Regions from separate parts of the Dromaius novaehollandiae genome. Here region 2 is linked to region 1. Evidence: chromatin contacts called from public Hi-C data. All regions are on one chromosome and are shown on one strand. The core of a region is the stretch at or near the end of the contact, and the rest is flanking DNA. Distances in the headings are between cores, read along the strand shown. Region 1 has its middle 49 kb from the start of ESRP2. Region 2 holds the start of LOC112984320 (dipeptidase 2-like).

Region 1 (5,254 bases), core at 1,387-3,886:
TATGTTGAAATCTAAATTCTCTAGTGCATGCTTTTTTCTTTTTCCCTGTGTGTGTATATACATAAGCTAGAAGAAGTACTTTTACGTCATGTAGCATGTGTTTAAAAAAGACATCTGCTGTAGAAGCACTAAGTGACTTTGTTTTTACTGTGCCTTACTTCAAATCTATTCCAAGTGCAATACCAGCAGAGCAAAATGTAATGAATCCTTTTGTGACAGGTTCATGGATGTCTGGATTGATCTTTTTTGTTAGTGTACAATTTGAGTTGTACTTAAAAGAACTGAATGATGTATGCTTCTTTATATTACAACAAATAAAAGAGATGCTTACAATGCATACTGGCTTTTTAAAGTACATTATACTTTGTTTAAATGTACTTTCATGGGTCATCATTCTCTGATAAATAACTTTTTACCCATTTCTTCTTCCCTAGATCCTGGATTAGGTAAGCATACATACTGTGAATTGGGGTGGTTCTCTCTCTCTCTCTCTCTCTCTCTCTCTCTCTCTCTCTCTCTCTCTCTCTCTCTCTCTCTCTCTCTCTCTCTCTCTCTCTCTCTCTCTCTCTCTCTCTCTCTCTCTCTCTCTCTCTCTTCCCCCCCCCCCCTTTTTTTTTTACATAAGCTGGTAAGCAAGATATATACACGATAAATACTTTTCTTGTAGTGGAGTGCTTTTTAGGCGATTTGATGTAACTGTTGATGTGCTTAGCTCTCTTGTTCTGGTGCCAGGGGAATCTAGCTATTGAACTTCAAATTGTTTTCATGTTTGGATTTAATTGGCTAGTGGGTCATCACCTTTTTCTGCACAAGCCAGAATGTTAGATTTTCTGTCATGACTGAGCCAGACAACCTCTGTGTAGTAAAAATGGGGTGTATGGGGGAAACAAACAAGGAAAAGGTCAAGATTAGCAGCTTTGTTTCTCTTTAATCCAACTGGCACATGCCAGATGCTATTTCATCATTAAAACCTCTCAGCTGAAGTTTCAGCACTATCAGGTGTGCCTGGGGATGAAGCCTGCTCCATAATATTAAAGTGGCACTGTTTTTGTTAACCTGTTCCCAAGAATTTGTCTTGAAGTCTATCATAAATACACTCTGAAGGAATTTGAATGCTAGATAGAACTGCACAGCTATGATTGATTCTTGTTGCGACTTTGAGAATGTTTCTCCCTTTCAAAAATTACAGCAATACCTATCCTGAGCAATACAGAGCCTACGGGATGTAGCTACTGGCCCATTTGTTATACTATTGCACGCTCCAGTTGGTCAGGTCTTGGTTATGGCTTTGCAACTGCTGGGAGCATCTTCTCTTCTTTTTAACTGCCTTATGGAAGTTGTGGCTGTGCGTCGGCTAAACTGATCTACTTAAAAGCATCCAGCTTTTCAACAGCTCCTTCCACTGTTGTTTATATGCTCTCAGCTCCTTGCCAGGCTGGGGTATCCAAGACAGGGCTGAAATACAAAACCTGAAGTAACTCACTGGCCTCATTTTAGACACGCACGTTCTCCTTACCATTTAACTCCTTTGTGGCTTTCAAATTACTCAGTAGTGATTATAGTTTAAAACTTTAAGTGTAGCTTCACACTGGTAGGAACTGTAATTGGTAACATGCTCCACCATGTGTAGAGGCTGGATCTACCGACCTCTTAAAGGGGGGGGGAGGGAATGTCTTAGCTATCCTCAAGTGTTATTTTAATCCCTATTTAGAATAGAATCTGAGACACTGGAAACTGGTTGTAGAAACTGAACTCAGATATTTCAAGCTGTGTTTTGTGTGTGTATAAACCTTAACATGTGGCATTTGCAAGCAATGTAAATTTCTAGAAGATACCTTTACAAAACAAATGCAATAACAGTATTAACATTTTTGGTACAACTGCAGAACCCTACATCAGGGAGTACTCTTAGCTTTTTTTGGTTGTAGAGGAAAACTACCTGGTCTTGCCTAAAAGGAAATAATGTTAAAAGAATAAACAATTAACTAGCTGGTTTGAATATGTATTTCTTTAAAAATGTGGACAAATTAGCTCATTTAACTCTTCAGGGAGATCAGGGAGCTTTGGGTTAAGTTTCAGGCACAGCTGTGGCAGGGAAGGCTGTGCAGGAGGTAGGGGAGTCTGGCCAGGGCCATAAGGGTTGCTGCTAATGCTCACTCTTTTTCTGGGCAACTTCTACCTCAGTCTGTCTTCCCAGACAATTACAGTGTATTTCCTAGGGCTTAAGAGAATTTTATTTCTTTGAATAGGTGTCTCCTACCCTTACTCCTCTCTTCCCCGCTGGCTCCTGCACATCTCTGTTAGACCCAGCCCCACTGCAGCGCTGCCCTGCTGGTGCCGGGGTGGGGCCAGGGGGCTTTTCCTTGGGGTAGCGGGAGGTGGGGGAAAGACCCTTTTGTTATCGCACGGTCCCCAGCGGGGTTGCTCGGTTTTATTGCGCTGCTGCGGGCTCTCTCCTCTCCCGAGCCTCCCACACCGCCTGCCCTTGGCGTCCCTTGTCTGGCTCTTGCAGGCGCAGCCACGGCGCGCCCCTGCCCCCGCGCAACCGTTACTCCCCCCAGCCGCGGCCGTTACTCCCCCCAGCCGCGGCCGTTACTCCCCGCCGGCGGCTCCGCACACGCCACGCGGCCAGGGCCCCTGCACGCCCCTGGCGGCCGCGGCTGGTGTGACGGGGAGTGGCCCCTGCCCGCCCTGGGCCAGGCTACTGAGCCGGTGCCAAAATGAGATTAAAAGGGAAGGAGTCCTTCAGCTGCTGTCTGCTGTGGCGGCCCTCTTCCACGACGAAAAGGGACAGGGGCCACGGCAGAGCGTTTTCCGTGGCGGTCTGCTCCACGGCTGGAGGAGCCAGACAAGCCACGAGGGAGGGCAGGTGGCTGTGGCCCCGGAGAGCCCCTTCCCGACTGCAGCCCCCCTCCCACCACGTCGAAGGGCACACTGGCCTCCCTCTGCCACGCTGGTCCTCCTCAGTCGCATCTGTCTCCCTCCACCAGGTCCCTAAGACCTGACATGTGCTTGCAAATGAGTTTTTTTCCTGCCTTTGGCCTGACAGGAGTACATTTGCATTTGGTATTTGAAGATTTCTTGTGATACTCTAAGGAATAAGTCCCACGTCACTAAGCAGACCCTTTCTGGCCTGGTGGATGTGACACCGGGCAGGCTGGCCCAGGAGGGTTTATGTGGCTCAGCTGTGAAAGGGGGAGTCTGCTCTGAGGCAAGGAGGAGGGTTTTAGTTGAGGCAGGCGTATTTTGAATGTGGAGACCTCAAGTAAAGCAGGTAACTTCTGGAAGCTCAGGTGTGCTTACATTTGTCCTTTAGCTAAACTTTTGGCAGCAGCACATGCTGGAAGTAATGTCAGGACTGTATGAAAAATGTCTGTATCTTCTCAGTTCAGACTTGCTTACCGAGTATGGTACCTGACCTCCTGCTTACCTGCAGTTTAGCGTAGGGGCTTTATAGGTGATGACCCAACAGTTCTCCTGCGCAAATGGAACGTGGACACTGGCACCATGCATCCTTGAATGATAGTTTACGTCGCTGGAGAAGGCTGGGAGCTTGAGGTAAGGCCTAAATACTTTTTTCTTCTCTTTGAAGTATGCATTTATTCTTTGCAATTGAATTTCTAGACTTGCTGTTTTGTAGAAGCCTTTCTAAGGGGATAGCTGTCTTTTACATGTATGTAATTTGATAGAATAAGACTATTGTATGAAAAATTAATATAGAAAATGTCTAGGTTTAATTGTTTCACCACAAAGAAAGATGAAATGTACGGGAAGAAACTGTGATTTGATGGTTATTGTTATTTAAGATATAGTCCTCACCCTCTGCCATCACCCACAAAGCTTGATTCTCAAAAATAAGCTTATTTTGTGCCTACAATGTGTAAAATGGCTTAAGTGCACTTGTGTTGCTATATTATGTAATTGGAGAACAGTTAAGGTTGTTTGTATTGCTTTGTTTCTTAGTTTTCTGGGTCTGATAGTTTTGGTTTTGAGATGGTATCTTTGCTTGTGTAGTCCTGCTCCCGTTCTCTTGACACCATGTTAATTTTACCTAGAAATTGTTTTTACGTTGATCATCCCATGGGGCGTATTACAGTTTAGAGGGAGGATAGCATGCTCTTATTCCTTCAGTTTGAGGTGAGGTGAGACTGAAGAGTGTGAAATGCCCATTCCCTATTTGAATAGTTGCAGCTGTGCTTCCAGATCAGGTGTTTTGCATTGGAATTGCTTAATCTGCAGAGTATCACACTAGATTGGCTTCTAAGTTTTGCTTTTACATGAACTAACATATTTTCAACAAGCTTTTGTCAGTGAAACTCAGTTCCTGGAGTTTATATATATTTTAACAAAAATCTTCAACACTTTCAGTTTTGAAATAGTGTTTCATTTCAGTCTCTCTATTCAGTTAAAAGTGAATCACAAAACTTGCTGTTTATCCAGTTGCATCTTATTTTGTATAGACCTATATTTTACGAAGTCCACGATAACAAGTTTTGAGTCTGCTATGTATAGTATCTTCTAAAAGTTGATTGCATGTAAAGATAGCTTGGAGTATTCAAAGCAGAAAACTGTGCCGAGGTCTGCCTGAGGTCACGTTAAAACCTTGACTGTTTAGATCCACTTATTATATTGATTTTTAAAAAGCAAAACCAAAATAAAACTGTACGCCTGAATTTCTTATAGGATCAGGTGAGGGGCACTATATTATTTTCATATCTAGGTAGACAATATAAATATTCAAGTAAAAAAGGTAGGTTATTCTTGACTTGCTTTGAATAACCCAGACAGTTGTGCTTTTCTTATATTTGTATATTACTATGTACATCTTTTTCATGTTACTTTATCTACTTGGTGGGTTTTTTTTTAAATACCTAGTTACTTGAAGCTGCTTTCTGTGTGCTTGCTAAGCATAAAAAGCTTAATTCTGTAAACATTACTACAGTATTATTGCAATTCTGTGTCTTTAATGTTAGCCGTGGCTTTGAGAGATTATCTTTTATCCTTTTAGTAACCTTTCCGTTGTGATGTGAGTAGGAGTTTTTAGATTTCTCAGGAGAATCAGTGGATCTTTATTTCACTAATGTAATTTTAACGAACTGTGCTAATTTAGTGTTTCACTGATTACGCTAATCTTTGCTGCCAGCAGATGTCCCCCTTAGACCAGGACTTACAAGTAGTGTAGTTGAAATAAAAATGAAACTCTCAGACTCCTGAAGTATTTGTAACAACTGCAGCAAAAGGAATGGCTTCTCTA
Region 2 (5,165 bases), core at 940-3,439, 200 kb after region 1:
TGGTGTATCTTTGCACATACCTCCTTGCGGAGCTGGCATGTGTCAATAGATCCAGTTTTTAATTGGGAAGCTCCTGCCACCTTGTGGCAACTCCTTTATATGCTTTTTATATTTTATAAATATATATATATATATATAATATATACACACACACATATACACACACACATATATATACAGTGTAAATGATGTGCTCTGTGATTAAAAACAAAAGTCACAGGAAAGAACTTTCATTTTTCTTAGATCAAAAAAAGAAAAATGTAAGGCCTAATAGTTCTGTAGGCCATTTGTATAGCTAAACAAACAGAAAGCAGGGAGACCAGACCAGATGCTTTGTTCAGTTTGCTTCAGTATTTGGTCATTATCACTTCTAATACAGTAATTTTGTAATACAGTAATTTCTCATATAGTAATTTTTTTAAATGAGCATAATTCTGCTCTTTGTAGAGCAGCTCACTGCAACTTTTTTTCCAGCAGCTGCTTGCTCGGTCTTTCCTTCCAGCACGTTGCAGAATTCACTTCTGTGGAAGTACAGTATTTAGCCTGGAGAACCCATGACGACTTTGGTATTTGTGTCAAAAGTTGTTGACAGAGGTTACTGGCAGGTGCCAGTGTCGTCCTCGTTTGCGTCACCCTTACACGGTGTCAGCCCTCCCTGTGGCACTGTTCACTCTGAGCTGTAGGAAACTCCCAGCCACAGCTGTGTGTCCCCTGACTGCGGAGCTCCTGTGACATGTTAAGGTGCTTCGTGATGACTCTTCTCTTTTCAGAACTGGAGAAGATAAAATCAGCCTCTGTGGTGAGAAACATTCATCTTTGTCCTCCTTTTTGTTCCTTTTGCATTTGGTAATAAGTGTCGGTGAGAGCGTCTGTATGTTCGTATCCCAGGAGGATTTGGCATCAGCTGAACTGTTTGGACTGAGGCTGGTTGAAGAAGGGTCACAAAACCATGGCAGCTTCCGCCATCCACCAAACCAAGATGGAGTAACAGGGAAAGAGCTTTTTTATCAACCTGGCTCATAATCTGTTTGGCTTTCCCAAGCTTAGATTAATATTTCTTGTGAAGTCTTACCTGAGAAATATGTTGCAACCATAGTGAACTAAATGGATTAAAGCAACCAACCTCCCACCTTCATCCCCTTCCAAATGTGAATCCACTCCACTTTAGGACCTGAAAATAATACTGAGATCAGTAGAAGAAACAGCTGGAACTTAATTAGCAATAGTTAAGAGTGCCAGTATTGTTATATCTATGCAAACAGAAATCTTGATACCTTGGGATTTCCTCATCCTAGCATGTTGTAACAGTTTCTAATTAAAACACTGGTGCCTGTGCTCAAAACATGCCAACTAGCAGCCTAGGAGGTTGCAATCTTTACTCGGAAGGTGCAGTTCAGATACGTTATTAAGCAGCATTTATAGTACTATGTTAACCTGACTTCTCCCTATGTCATTTCACTGCTGTGAGATTTTAAAGCTGATCCAAACACAGCAATGTATTTGTGCCAAGGGCTGGAGTGCCTGTATGCAGGGAAGATGATGCCGTGAGCTGGTGGAGTACAAGGATTTTGCGGAGAAATCAAATTTCAATTAAAAACAGCTGCTAAAGCAGGCATCTGCATTTGCAAGGTTCTACATCCCCGGCGATAGTAACACTGCAGTTAAATCTGTGCTGGTAGCATAAACACTAGAAATTTGGACACCTAAGTATCAATTACCTTGTTGAAATTAGTGAAGTTGCTCTGGCGCTGGACCAAGTTTTTCTAGCATGAAAAGTAGTCTCAACACATCATGTCATCCCTCTGTGTCCTGACAGCAGCTGTATGACTAAGAGCTGCGGTTACTTTATACCTTCTTGGTTTACTCTGAAATACGTCTGATGAATATAACACGATATAAACAGAGGGACAGCTATTATTGTGGCAGCTGTGTAAATACGTTCTGGAAAATAAAGATCACTCTCAGGATATTTACTGAAAACCAGTCCTGCCAGATGGAGTCTGCAGGAAAGATGTACATCACAAACGCCAAATTTATATGGAGTATTAAATGCAAACAGCCAGTAAGGCTCATCGAGGGCTACTGGAGTAAAAGAGTGGAGGAAACCTGACTGCGAGCCAGAGGAAGAACTTGGCATCTAGCAGCATTAAAAATCGATGATGTTTTGAATCTTCGAAGAGGTGAGCTGTTAAAAGTCAGAGCAGGAGCTCAGTGGCTCAGCAAAAGTTGTTTTTGAACAAACACTTGTTGAGCTTAGTTTTCCTGGAGGCATGTGGAAACACAGTTTTAGGCAGAAATCAGCCCAGAGATGAAACTTAAATGGGAAGTTAAGGTGGGAAAATGAATTTAAGCCTGTTATTTGCTGCCATAAGCTAAATCAGGGAGACAGTTTCATGTCATAGGCATAAAAATGGACCTGGCCTGAAATGAGCTTATACATATTAAATGCGTATCATTTTGGGTGCTTCAGTCTACTTGGGTTGATGGCAAATGTTTATAAGTGAAGTTCATGGATTTAGGGATGTGCAGCAGAATTCCCAAGGATGTGGGGGTTTCGGCTGAAGTTCTCCAGATGCTGACAACTCATGGACTGATGACAGAGAAATGTTCTCATTGGGCTGTGACTTGCGCAATGGCTTTGTGGATATTCTGATCGTGTGAGACTTGTTTATTTCTCCGCAGAGGAACCCCAAGCAAAAGCATCGTGCCCTTCTGCAAGAGAGCCGCTGCCTGACTGCGCTTTGCCAAAACCTTGAAACAAAACAAAAATGATGATCAGCAGCCCTTATTTCTTGTGCAGCTCCAGGATGATGTTTTTGCGTGTATTTCTTTACCTATTTCAAAATGCTGACTCCACAAAAGGAGCAGGAAATCCTTGTAGACTCGAGAGGGTGACCTTTACCTTTTGAGCATATCAAAGGCATGGTACGTCCTGTTTAAAATCTAGCAAGTTTAGTAATGAGGTAGATCTTAATTGGGTTAGAAACAGTCAAGGAGTCAACACTAGCTCTGTAGGAAGGTGCTTACCTCTGCGGCTTGTTTTCCGCAAGTCAGATCTGAAAGACTCTTCTTAGAGCAGATCAGCAAAAGGACGAGAGCAACAGTCACAGGTTGCAGCAAGGCAGGTTCCAGTTGGATATAAAGAAAAGCTCACGATGGGAGTGAGCAAGTGCTGGAACAGGGGCCTGGAGAGCCTGGGTAATCTCTTTTGCTGGAGACATGGAGACCTCCGCCGGGCAAGGGCCTGAGCAACCTGATCCGACTTTGCAGTTAGCTCCCCATGGACCAGGTGGCCAGACTAGATGAAATCCCTCCAGAAGTCCCTTCTGACCTAAATTAGTGATGATGAGCATCTGTTTCTAAAACAATGTAAGCAGAGTGATGTAAAACACATCTGGCGTTAGCGAACGGATGGGCGCTGGACCGCACAAGCAGCCTGCCACAAGAGGGAGCGGATGCCGGATGCTGAGCACCGCACGCCCCAGGCGTGTGAGCTCCCGGGTGGGCAGCCGTGGAGGGAAAGCTCTCGCAGACCTTATCCCCACGCAAGGGGCAACCACGGCGTTGCTGCCAAGCGCGCAGACCGTGACATGTGAGCCGAGGAAACACAGGCCGTTTCTTTGGTGCTGATCCAGGCGGAGCTGGTGCCAAGCTCGAGCTGTTGCATCCAGTACAGTGGAACGTGGATTTCGTCTCCGCTGCGTTTTCCTAACAAGGTAACCTGCTCCAGAGAGCGTTAAGATAAACAAGAAAAAGCTATAAATCTTGTGTCAACTTTCATTTTTCAACTCTGCTCAGTCAGCATGAAAAAAAAACCTGTCTGGGTTTCCTATTTTATGTTCAGTGCTGTTGAAAAAGGGGTGCCTAGTGTATCCTGTACCCTGTCATTTCTGAATGACGGGGTGCTTGAGTGTCTTTCTTACCTAACCACTTTTAAAGATAAATGAGTCTTACTGTAGTATAAAGAATATTTTGCACATTTTGTAACAGCAGGAAACCTAGAAGGTAATATTATTTTCTATATTTGGGTCTTAGTGATATTGGATTAAAGTTGAGTAGGAAACTCTTGTAGCTACCAAGAGCAGCATTTCTCTACAAATACACAGAGCTTCGATAATGTGTAGATGAGGATCAGTTCTGCTAGCAGTCGCTTGATGTTGCTGAGCACGCGGGCATGCTTCCTGCTTAAAATCTTCATGAATACCACCATGTACATAATATTGATGGGGGAAAAAAACTTTGGATCAAAATTTACAATGTGCAACAGCTTTATGCAGCATCAGAACAGAGTCTCTGGGTGAACTAGACTTGCTACTTTCTCACTGAGCATGTTGAACTGATGCTTAAATTACACAGCTTTTGGAATAGTAGCTATACTCCACTATACAGCAGAGTACACGATAACTTTTGAGATCTCAGTGCTCCCTTCTGCAGTCATTTTGTCAGGGTCTATCTAGACAGAGGCTGCAGCTCTGGGCTGTGAGCCCGGCAAAGGCTGCGCTCCCACCTCGGGAAGCGTTTCGAGAGCGGTTGTGTTTCCAGCAGTCAGTGTTGCTCAAAATCGTTCATTCATGCGCTGTCATCAGAAGAAAAGAGAAAGAAGTGCTTTCTGTCTCTTAGCTTTGATTTTTCCTGCTGTTCACATTTTTTCAAAACTCGGGGTGTGTTTGAAAATGCTCTCCTCCTACAACCGTCCGCTGCCTCTACCGTGAGTTAGTACCTGAGTGCGCACTTGGCGCAGGCGTGCAGGAGCGGCAGGCGGCCTCGCCGCAGCGCGAGTATCCCCGTGGGCTGCCCCACGCCGAAGCCAGGTTTGTTACCTCCTATGAGAGCATTATTTCCACAGGCCACATTTGTTACAGTAAAACTCAGTCATTAATGCTCATCCTCATGGCATTTGTCACTGTTTTGTAGCATAATTTTTGAAGGCAGCCTCTGAACAATTCCAAAATATCAGCAAGGAGTGGGCGAAACCCTGCCAAAAAGGATGAGCCTGTTGGGAGCAGGGGCCGGAGGGGACGCTGCTTGCACAGACCCTGGCACAGAGAGGGGCACCGGGACAGGTGCAGCTTAAACGGGGCAGCAGTGCAGGTCGGGGACCGCGGCAGGGTGGGTGGGGGGGGAACGCCAGGATCCTCGTGTGCAGTGCAGCGGGGTGCGTGCAG

What was found. Hi-C and Micro-C count contacts between places; a contact is called where the count stands out from the background.
Region 2: a Hi-C map of liver shows a contact between it and region 1, with 5 times the contacts expected there. The contact joins the promoter of LOC112984320 here to the enhancer-like site in region 1. A contact is called at or near these places in 2 of 4 Hi-C or Micro-C datasets (brain and liver).

What each region holds. Positions count from the first base shown.
Region 1 is chr13:4,998,910-5,004,163 of bDroNov1.hap1, forward strand. No RefSeq gene overlaps it. Among named protein-coding and RNA genes, the nearest start is that of ESRP2, 49 kb to the left of the region's middle. Within about 2 kb of position 2,637, at least 2 of the 2 cell types and tissues checked have open chromatin away from gene starts, as enhancers often do.
Region 2 is chr13:5,198,017-5,203,181 of bDroNov1.hap1, forward strand. It overlaps LOC112984320 (dipeptidase 2-like), which reads left to right and starts at 2,190. Exons shown (of 12, transcript XM_026102116.2): 1 at 2,190-3,716.